3 separate regions of the Mus musculus genome follow, and all the other regions are linked to region 2. A link is a contact called in public promoter capture Hi-C data. All regions are on one chromosome and are shown on one strand. The core of a region is the stretch at or near the end of the contact, and the rest is flanking DNA. Distances in the headings are between cores, read along the strand shown.

What was found. Promoter capture Hi-C pulls out the DNA fragments that hold promoters and counts their contacts.
Region 1: a contact with region 2 is called in a promoter capture Hi-C map of hippocampal neurons, with 6 times the contacts expected there. The contact joins the enhancer-like site here to the promoter of Gsg1 in region 2. A contact is called at or near these places in 7 of 39 promoter capture datasets (cranial neural crest, embryonic stem cells, hippocampal neurons and 3 more), 6 of 484 Hi-C or Micro-C datasets (cortical neurons, embryonic fibroblasts, embryonic stem cells and 2 more), 1 of 115 datasets of contacts at active chromatin or transcription factors (astrocytes) and 1 of 9 other capture datasets (embryonic stem cells).
Region 3: a contact with region 2 is called in a promoter capture Hi-C map of embryonic stem cells, with 4 times the contacts expected there. The contact joins the enhancer-like site here to the promoter of Gsg1 in region 2. A contact is called at or near these places in 10 of 39 promoter capture datasets (cranial neural crest, embryonic stem cells, frontonasal cranial neural crest and 5 more), 4 of 484 Hi-C or Micro-C datasets (cortical neurons, nephron progenitors and ventral hippocampal neurons), 2 of 115 datasets of contacts at active chromatin or transcription factors (embryonic forebrain and forebrain) and 1 of 9 other capture datasets (embryonic stem cells).

The regions. Positions count from the first base shown.
Region 1 is chr6:135,898,852-135,902,221 of GRCm38.p6, forward strand. The region is part of intron 5 of Grin2b (glutamate receptor, ionotropic, NMDA2B (epsilon 2)); the gene reads right to left. Among named protein-coding and RNA genes, the nearest start is that of Gm14330, 48 kb to the left of the region's middle. Within about 2 kb of position 1,875, at least 22 of the 459 cell types and tissues checked have an H3K27ac peak or open chromatin away from gene starts, as enhancers often do. A contact at or near this core is called in cortical neurons and hippocampal neurons, where this site is marked.
Region 2 is chr6:135,252,800-135,256,487 of GRCm38.p6, forward strand. Gsg1 (germ cell associated 1) reads right to left here and starts at 1,537. Exons shown (of 7, transcript NM_010352.2): 1 at 1,334-1,537; 2 at 474-533.
Region 3 is chr6:136,149,085-136,152,767 of GRCm38.p6, forward strand. All of the region lies in intron 3 of Grin2b (glutamate receptor, ionotropic, NMDA2B (epsilon 2)), which reads right to left. Among named protein-coding and RNA genes, the nearest start is that of Gm26653, 22 kb to the right of the region's middle. Within about 2 kb of position 1,592, at least 28 of the 459 cell types and tissues checked have an H3K27ac peak or open chromatin away from gene starts, as enhancers often do. A contact at or near this core is called in cortical neurons, embryonic stem cells and hippocampal neurons, where this site is marked.

The DNA.
Region 1 (3,370 bases), core at 625-3,124, 650 kb after region 2:
GCTATCCAAGGTTGCTTTTGAGTTCCTAATCCTCCTGCCTCTATAGACTGAAAGATGACAAGAGCCACCACATCCAGCCTTGTACCTCTAATCTGATGTCACTCTTGATGTCACTCTTGACTGTCCTAGATTTGGATCATGATAACGATTTCCAAAGCCAGATAACTCAAGGGCCAAGAATAATTTATTCATGGAGAGACAATCTTGGAGGAACAGGGAAGGACTTGCTATTACTGAGAAAGATAAAGAAGATGGGGGGGGGGAGCTCAGTTTTCAGAAGAAAGTGAAACACAGAGGTGCAGGGCACAAGCAGAGAAGACTGCTTCCCACTTCCCTTTTTTTTTCACGAACTTCCAGAAAAGAGATGGCTGAAGGAATGGAGGGTGGATTTGGAGACTACTCCTCTGTGAGAGGATTCACTCCGGCTGCTGAGGGGAAATAACCTACAGGATAAGAGAGAGACAGAGAGAAGGCAGGAGTGGGGTGGGCGAGACAAAGAGGAAGACATATGGGGAGGGGGGTGGGAGGAGATGAGTGAGGAGTAGAGAACATGCTATGGGCGGCAGCAACACTGTTGGAAACATAAGAACCGCCCCCGGAGACGAAATGCCAGCGTCTCTGGGCAGAATCGAAATTGTCAGCGCACACATTCTTGCTCGGAGAAATAGTCACTTTTCTTTTCCTTTCAAGATGACTTCCTCTTTCAGCCTCAATAAAACCTTCTGATAGAAACTGGTGGAGCTTCAGCCCCACCATTCTTGGCCCCTTCCCTGGCATTTCAGCTCAGATCCCATAGCAAGGGAAATTCAAGAACAAGTAAGAGCCTGGATTTCATATAAACTCGCATCTTACAAGATGAGAATGGAAGAAATGCATCTCTCCCAAAAGGACGAGGAAAATATCATCGTTAATGATCATACTTTCTAAATATAATTCCCCACTCACTTCTCAGTTATTAACGCCAATAGGAACAGAGGCAGTGCCATAAAACAAGTAAAATTAGATAATAATAGCAAAGCTGACTGTGCTGTGAACACTCTCTTCAAGGGCCCTCTGCAAGGAGCTTTGGTGTGTTCTCATTTAACAGATAAGAAGGGCAGTGTGATACAGTTAGTGTTGCCTCTGCGGAACAGCTGGGGAACCAAGTTCACAGAGGTTAGGTAACTGGCCACAGCTCTGGGTTAACAGGTGCAGGAACCAGGATGGCGAGGAGTCCCTGTGGCTTCTAGTCCTGTACAAAAGGCTCTAAATCTTATTTTAGCCAACAGTTGAATGTTAAACTCTTTCCTCACCAACTTTTTCTTGTACCTGGTGACTGGGGATTGTTTTAAAACCTTTCAGTCCCTTTAATTTCTTCCTTATGCTATGTAAACAAATTAAGGTGATCAAAAACTAGATGCTGCCTGATTTAAAAACCATAAACAATCAACTTGTGGTTAATGATAGCTGCATAAAAGAGAAGAAAAATTAAGAAGGCACATGACCGCATAATGTCCACCTTATATACCATATCAGACACCACTCTTTTTCCTTAATGGCTTTAAAAAGCTATGCCCCGATTCAGCTGGTGACCACAGTCTCCATCAGGCCTGTGACTTTTGCTCAACACTGTCCGCACTCTCCCGCTCCCATGGTTGTGAATGCTGGGGAATTCAGCTTGAATCACACCTTCCTCTTCTCAGCATGCTCTCCTGAGAGAGCTCATCTTCTCTCAGCTCGGCGGCCGACAGCCGTGCCAACTCTACACTGATGAATCTGGAAGTTCACATTCATAGCTGTAGGCACTGCAAGGCAACCGCAGGAGCCGGTACAGCTTCAGCTTAGAATCAGCTGCATCTTGTGTGAGAAACAGGCTCCAGTGTCAATCGCTCTCCCTCATGTGTTTCCTTATTAGTCATCTAAGAGCCGGCTTTGATTGTTCAAGCCTGTGTTAGCAGTATATAGGCCATTACCAGATTCTAAAATAGTCAACGTTCTCCAGCTATCTTTGTGACCCCCAACTGGTCCTTGTTTCTTCACACGTAGGATATTTACCAAAAGCTTCTCAATCTGTCTCTGTCTCTCTGTGTCTGTCTGTCTTTCTCTCTGCAAAAAAAATAAGCCAAGCCCTAGAGAGAATAAATGACTTGATTTAAAACTACAAAATTAAAATGATTAGAAGCCAACTCCCAAGATGGTTCCTTGCCAGTATATCCTGTTGTCTGTGAAAAGAACAAGGCTCTTCTACTGTGATCCATCCTCATTTGTCATCTCTTCTCCCCAGTTCCACTAAGATATGTTGATAGCAACATGACCCTCTCTGTCAAGTTTTGAGTTTAAATCTTTGGTCATGTGATTATTCCCACTTGGAGAAATATCAGCTTCTTAGCTATTTTTATTCCGCATCCTTTGAAGTCTAGGATGAGGACCACTGCCTACACGTTCTCCAAGCAGTTCCAGGGCTTTAACTTCAGCGATACAGACAGTCCCCGCCTCTATAGCACAAGAGCCATGCCACCCCTTTGAAACACTTCACTGTGATCTGTCTCTCACACTTTTACTCAATATGTTTGTGTGGGCGGGCTTTGCTTCCTGAACTGAACTTGACTTGTGAAGTAAATTCGATTGTGTCTTTTCTATTGTGCTGTCTTTTACACTGAGGACAGCTCTGGGCTAGAGTAGATACTTCACCATTTGTTTAAAATAAAAAGAATCAGAGAATAGAACCTGACATCAAGTCTTCAATAATATAGAACACCAAAAACCCAGAGGAAATCGAGTCCATAGGTAATGTAAAGCTTAATTTCACAATTAGCTTCAATTAACTCACTCATTCAAGAAACCCAGAATGGGTTGCTCCAAGCATCCTGCTGATGTGGAGCCAACCATCCAGGCACAGAAAGAGTCATGTATGTAAAGGTTAGTCAGAGTTGTGGGTAAAATGAGAAAAAGTGGATGGATCCCAGATGAAGTCAGTTAGAGACATAGTAAAATTCAGGAACTGAGAGAGGTGAATGGAGGAGAAGGAGGATTCAAAGAATGGCAATGGGACTCCCAACTCAGGCAAAGAAAGGAGAGCATGCTGTTTCTGGAGGCAGAGAAAAGCAGCCGGCATTCATGAGGTCTTCCATGAATTTTCAAGCATCGGGGTGGTGAACAGTTCCGTGGTTGGAACTGTGTCAGAGTTTGCAGCCCCCAGGCCACTGAAGGTTTGTTTCATGACTGTCACCCTGCTGAACTGCAAAGAGTTTTTCTCAAAAAGCGCTCCCACAAGAGGCCCAAGAGGAGGACGGTGCTGCTCAGGCCAGCACCTGGCAAGCAGACTGAATCACTGCCCAGCAGAGTTTGCTGAGGCAGGAAGAGCGTAAAATGAACCCTCCTGTCAAAGAAA
Region 2 (3,688 bases), core at 287-2,786:
TCTCCATGCTTCCCCATGAGTAACCCTCCCGACGGTGTTTACTACGGCGCCCCAGTTGCCTAGCACCGGGCGTGGTTGCCGTGGCGACGCACCGGGAGCGTGTTTTGAATTGTTTCGCAGGGCCCCGCCCTTGTGCAGCGAGTCCTTGGGACTTCTAGGTGTGGCAAGGAACCACTAGGTTTCTTCCTCTTTCTCTTCCTTGGGTGGGTCCTGCATCCGGTTGGCCTATCCATCAGGGCAGGCGAGGACCAGCCCAGAGAAGAGAATGGATCCTGGGTTAAATTCCTAACACCAGACGGGACAAGTGTCCTGGTTGCTGTCAAATCCCAAATCAAGCGTTTCCCTATTCCCTCCAAAACGTGGTTCCCTAGGTCCTTTCTGATGGAGGGGTAAGGTAGGCCTGCCTCGTTTTGTAGACACGAGAGGTGAGCACATGAACCCCTTAACACATCTGAGGACTACTGGTTACCTACCTGCTTCCCCAAGGGCTGGCGGGAGAGGTGGGGAGTCCTCTACAGTTTTGTTCTGAAGATCTAAAGAGGTGGAAGGAAAGCGGAATCTAAGGAAAAAGCATCCCAAACTACCAGGCCAGTGGTTAGACCCTTCGCTAGCTAACTGCTCCCGAGGCCCTCGCACCCCACCAGGTATAGAGCACCATCTCCATTGTGCTGCTTGGATTCGATCTTTGATTTGCACCAGATCACAGATGTAGACATGGTAGAGTCCGCGTTTAGACCCGCAACCCTAAAAGGCCCACTGCTTTTGAAGGAACGTGCCCACACAGCAAAGGGCAGGGAGACACTTTTTAACAAAAGCCACAGATTTCGGGTCATGGAACGGCCTCCACAATGAGGCAAGGGTTCAAGTGTCCTGTGCTTTATATCTGTGGCTTCATGTTAACACCAGGCTTCCCCATAACCCTGCCCCCTCTCTAGAGAACTAATCCTGAAAGATACTAACATTTCAGGCACTGACTGGCTTTTGCTATCATGTTCATATCTGTAAGGGCTCCACCAGTTGATGGTTGATGTGTGTACTTTGGGGGCTTCTTTCTGAACTTGGGGGAGCTGCCTGAGCCCACACTGCTGGCTCTTCAGAGCTTTGAGCTCTGTCCCAGTCTCACCAATGCCGCTTTCTTAGGCTAGCTGGGCCTTCTGAACATACTTGCTCACTGCTCAATAACTATACATTACTCCCCTCTCCGTGTGTGTGTGTGTGTGTGTGTGTGTGTGTGTGTGTGTGTGTGTGTTCATGCCACTAGAGATGGGGCTCAAATAGTGAAATAAATATAATTAGTTTTTTTTAACAACATTTCCAAAAGCTGTGTACCTACCTCCTGGGTGAGACAAACATTTTGAGTCAGCTGACAGGAGTTGAAAATGTGTCTCAGCTTCTGCTCTGACAGGTCTTAGTTGCGTGGCTCAGGTGTTGAGGGAGAGGGTGCACCAGGTCCCCTCTTGCCAGCAGAGGGGGTAAGGTGGTATGTGGGCAGTTGGGAGAGGATGAATGCCCCTCAGGCACGCCGCCAGCTTGGGTAGGGATGGGTTACTATGACTTCATTCTGTGATGTCACAGTAGCAGGCAGGGCTCTCTCCCCCGGATGCCCCGCCCACTCCTCTCCCAACCCTAGAAAGACCAGGTTGAGAGAAGGGCACACGCTCAGTACCTCTCAGTCTCCTGAGGTCTTTCAATCGGTGCTTAATGAGTATAAAAAGATCTGGGGAGTTCATTCAAACACAAATCTGAAGGTTAGGGATGGCTTGCATGTGGTGCCAACCAGATCACATTGGCTTGTGAGGCTTGCCCACTGCTGTCAGAGAGAATTACAGTTGTGAGCCACATAAGGCTTAACAGTGTTCTAACACCTCCATTCAAAACAGTGAGATGAACACACACAGCAATAACAATGAACTCTTACCCAGGGCTGGGTGAAAGCCGACATCCCCCTCCTCCCCCACCCTCCAGCAACCACTGGAACCACACTGTTCTCAACATTGCATTAAAATGAAATATAACAGCTAAGTTGCACCATCTACATCTGAAGGGCTCAAAAGCCTCATGTAGTAAGCAGCTACTGTGTTGGCCTTTTTAACTCTAGACCATTCTTGAAGAGGTAATGGTGCAAAAGAGTTGCCATCTTAAAGGACCAGTGTCTGGAAATCTAAGGAGGCATTCAGTATCACGTTTATTTTTATTTGAAACAAGGCATTACACTTCATGTGTAGCTGAGTCTGGCCTTGAACTCTCGATCCTCCTTCTCCTCCTATCTCCCAAGTGCTGGGATGACAGCAGTGTCCACCACGTGTTGAATTTTCAGTTTTGCTTTGCAACAGGCTCTTACTCCAGCTAAAGCTGGTCTGGAACTCACTATATAACAAGGTTGGCCTTCAACTCATGGCAATCCTCCAGCCTCAGTCTCTGAGCACCAAGACTACAGATGTGAGCCACCATGCCAAGTTCACTCTCAGAGTTTTAGTAGACATAATTCAGTTGACGCCGAGGTACAACTCAGCCTCAGGTGTGAAGTCCAGGATTGAAAGGGTCTGGATGAAGACCTGTCCTGTGTGACATGGAACCCTCCATCCCTCTCTAAGACCCTTGCTCTTCCTTATCAAGGCACCCAGATCCTGACCTTCAGGACCTCAGATTCTAGCCTCAAATCCCTTATTCCAGCCCTGAGAATGCTCCCTTACCTCTGAGCTTCTATAGCATGCCTGGTCAGCTAATACAATCAGATTTTTCTTCTTTCTTTTCCCTCCCTTTCCTATTCTCCTTCCATCTTCTCCCTTCCATCTCCTTCCTTTCCTGCCTCTTCGCTTCTGTCCTAGTTAGTTAGTTTCCATTGCTGAGAAGAGACAGCGTGACCAAGGCAACTCTTATAAAGGATAACATTTAATTGGGGCTGGCTTACAGTTTCAGAGGTTCAGTCCATTGTGGGAAGCATGGCAGAGTCTAGGCAGGCATGGTGCTGGAGGAGCTGAGAGTTTCAAAGGCAAACAGGAGAAGACTAGTTCCCACATGGCTCAGAGGAGGGTCTCAAAGCCTACCTCCACAGTGACACACTCCCTCCAACAAGGTCACACCAACTCCAACAAGGCCTCCTAATAGTGTCACTTCTGGGTCAAGCGTATTCAAACCACCACATTCCATTCCCTGGCCCTTATAGGTTTGTTCAAACACATTCTTCTATGGGGGGCCATACCATAATATAATACATACCATAGCATAATGCAAAATACTTTAGTCCGACTTCAAAGTCCCATAGTTTATAACAGTTTCAACAATGTTAAACATCCAAAGTCCAACATCACAGGATATACACTACCATTTCAAAACATCACAGTGAGGAAATACTGGATGAAACAAGCCCAAACACCAGCTTGGCAAACTTCAGACTCTGTATCACCATGTCTGATATCAAAGTGGTCTTCCAATGTCCAACTCTTTTCATCTTTGTTGATCACAACAAACTTTTTTCCCCTGGGCTGCTTCTACTCCCTGTTAGCAGCTTTCCTTGGCAGGTATCCCACAGACCTTGCAGCTCTGCATATTGGGGTCTCTAAGGCAACTTCAACATTACAACTTCCTGTTCCAATGTCTGAGACCTGCACATAATCTTCTGTTCTTCTCAAAAGGTCTTGGGTCACTTCTCTGGCTCTGCAGCACTCTAGGCTCTGGTTGACTCCAC
Region 3 (3,683 bases), core at 342-2,841, 900 kb after region 2:
TTTCAGGCCATCTTCACTAATAATGGTCTAATAATGGCACTTTCTTCTTAAACACTGGCATTGATCTAGACAGGTGAGCCCTAAAGCCTTACCTAACAAAGTAGGAAGAGGCAGCCAGAGACAGTAAGGGAAGCAGGATCCCTAAGTTTACAAGGGATGAGTCCAAACATCAGCACAATCCAGGCGCCCATAAGCAAGTCACCTGATCTCCTCTCCCTCCGTTTCCTAATGGAATCAGAACATCTATCCCATAAATCAAGCAGCTTGGTTCACGTGGCTGTTTGTTGCAACGTCCTAAGCAAGGGCTAGGCATTAGATCGGTTCCCTCCTTCTGTTTTTTCTCCCACCACCAACACCACTACAAAGACTCATGAAGTACGCCATGCGTCCTTCCTTAGCTTTGAGAAGGAAAGGAAGCAACTACATGGACATCGTTCATTGTAGTTCTACTCTATTCAGAACACTTTATTTGTGATTTTCTTTAAAAGAGAGGGAGAGGTGGAATAGTGGAAAAAAAAGATGGAGAGGAAATAAAATGTAAGCTCTTGGAGACGTTTTTAAGAAACTCCTTAGGGAGCTGGGGATGCAGGTTAAGGGCAGAGTGCTTGGCTAGCATATGTGATGCTCTGCATCTAATGTCCTGCGCTACGAATAAGCAAATAATAGTCTTGGAGATTATTCTTCCGATACATCTGGAAGAGTAAAGCAGGATAAATGGAGTCTAACAAATACTGGAATCCAGATGTGATCCTGGAGAATAAGAAGAGTCTGGTTTGTTATTTGAGATGTTTTCCCAGGGGAGTTGAACACGGAGCCCTGTTCTGAAAGTTGTAATGGTGTGGTCTGACAAACAAGGGGGAGGAAGAAATGATAGCACTTCAAAGTGAAAAGGCAGGGAAGGACAAGTTCAGACAGATGCATGCTGGGAAACGATGGCTGGTGGGGTAAGAGGCAGGTAGCTGCTGGGGTGAAGCCCAGGTGCGAGCGTGGTCAGGCAGTAAGGGCTCTGTGGGGAATTTCCCTTTCCTAATAATGAGTAATGTAGAGCCACTACGGATTCTTGAGCAGAGGAAAACAGTGTTTAAGGGAGACAATTCCGGCAGCTGTGTGGAGGATGGAGAGAGGCCTACAGGGAAGCCAGTGAGGGCCCTGTACTAAGCAGGGAACCATAGAAATGGAAATGAGAATCAGAGGAGGCCTTTCTAAGAAAGAACTGGCAAAGACTGGTGTGGACTGGAAGTAGGGGCTGCTGGAGAGGGAGCCAGAGGGAATGGGTGCCAGGTCAGTGTGCCTGTTGAAAACAACGGAAGCTGGGGGGGGGGGGGGTCTCGTGGCCATTGAGACAGGGAAGGGAGGAGAAAGCTGGGGGTTTTCTCTCCTTTACTGTTTTCAATACAAGGATAACATGCCAGGGGAGATTTTTCTATAAACCACTGGAGACATAATCACATGCTGGAAATGCAGATTTCAGAACCATCAAAATCAATGTAACTGAAACCATGTGAGAAAATGAGCCGTCTAAAGAACGGAGGGCCAAGCAATGGGAAGTGGGACTAGATGATGCTTTGAGAAAACAATGCGCATGGAGAGCAGAAGGGATGGTTGGCTTGCTCAGCTGGAATGTAGCCCTTTGGGGCTGCTTAGCTCTTTGCTGCAGGATACTGCCCTGGGCAGAGGGGAATATATCTTTAGCTTCTACCCACTAGATGACAATTCTCTCCCCCTCTCCCAGTTGTGACAACCAAAAATATTTCTCCAAATATTGTCAAATGGACTCCAGCTAAGAGCTACTGATGGAGAACTGAGAACAGCATCCGTTTGTTCCAGGCACTGTTGAGAGGGCTTCAGATGTGTTCACTTATTGAATTCTCCAAACAACATGCTGAAGCAGCTGTAACTGCTATTATTCTCTATTATTCCCAAATTAGGAAACCAAGACTCGGAAGTTAAGTAGGAGCTTTTCCAAAGTTCCAAATACCAGGATCTGACAAGGGCACGCAGTGTGTCTACAGGGCTCATGGTTTGGTTTTGATTGGTTGAGTCTTGTTTGCTTGTTTGTCTGTTTGCTTTTCAAAACAAAAAAGCTTTAGTGTCTTATCATTAAAAAGTAGGGATCATATGCAAACACACTGTGGAGACAGACTCCTCAGAGCCCTCTGGGGCTGAGTGGAGAGTGTTAAGTGGATGTGTGAGATACCAGAAACATCAGGTTTGAGGAACTGGGACACTGGGACAGGACAACTTGTCTGGGAATGTGGACTCCAGAAAGAATGACAGGGCTGAGGAAAGAACGTGCATTTTGGGTTGCAGCAAGTAAGACTTTCCAGTCACCATGTTGGAAACAGCCCAGGGGTGGAAAGATGAGATTTTACAGTGACCAGCTGGCGGGAAGCAGTTGAAGTGGCAACTAACAGGTAAGAGAAGGAATAAGACACACAGATGCTCTGAGATTTAATGGTCCACGGACTAGACACAGCTACAGGGTACGCCAAAGTAAAGGTCTGTCACTCAGTCGTCCAGACATAGTGGTATCTGAGAAGAAGAACTCCAGAGTGGATAGGTGAAATCATTTTCAGAACTTCCTTTCTCTGCCTTTCATATTATGGTGACAAAATAGAGGGAGAGAAAAAAGACAGGATTATAAAGAGTTTGATCCATAATAGAGAAACTGAATTGGAGTATGAGAAAAAGAAAGTACAATAAGGGGCATGTGGTGGTTTGAACATGCTTGGCCCAGGAAGTGGCACTATTAGGAAGTGTGGCCTTGTTGGAGTGGGCGTGGTCTTGTTGGAGGAAGTGTGTCACTGTGGAGGTGGGCAATTAGACCCTCCTCCTAACCACGTGGGAGCCAATCTTCTCTTAGCTGCCTTCAGATGAAGATGTAGAAACTCTCAGCTCCTGCTGCACCATGCCTGCCTGGACACTGCCATGTTCCCACCTTGATGATAATGGACTGAAGCTCTGAACCCATAAGCCAGCCCCAGTTAAATGTTGTCCTTATAAGAGTTGCCTTGGTCATGGTGTCTGTTCACAGCAGTAAAACCCTAAGACAGGGTGGAAAGAAACAAATGGTATCCACACTCTGGAGAAAGAAGTATCTAAGATGTCACCTGGTGAGGTCAAATGTCAGTAACCCACCTGAAGCAGAGAAAGCGAAGCCTGCTATCACAAGACAGGAAATGAGGTCTTAGGGGAGGGGATGAGAGAATTTTGGGATGGCTCCTGGCTGGAAAGCTGTAAGGAAGGGCACGCCAATGCAGAGAAGACACTTCTGTGCCAGCAAGGGACAATTTCTGTGCAAAAGAATTGTGAAAGAACTCGTAAACTCAAAATGCTGAAAATCTTTGAGGTGAAAAAAAAAACAGAATAAAGAACAACGCTGTTGACCATTTTATCTGAATAACTAAATAAACACCCCTTCTATTAAGATCAGACAAAGTTCCTTCCCTCTGGGCACGCTGGGCCATCCACTTAGGATGAAAAATCTAAGAACAGTTATTTCCACAGCGTGAGGAGTTCTGTGCATAAAATTACAGCGCTAAGAGCATTTATTTAATCAATCCACAAAATCTTCAGGAAGCAGGAGTCTAGTGGAATGGAGCCCAAGTGTGGCCGGGAGTTACAGGAAAGCAGAGAGTGCCCTCCTCCTCCTCCTCCTCCCTCCCCCTCCTCCCCCCTCCTCC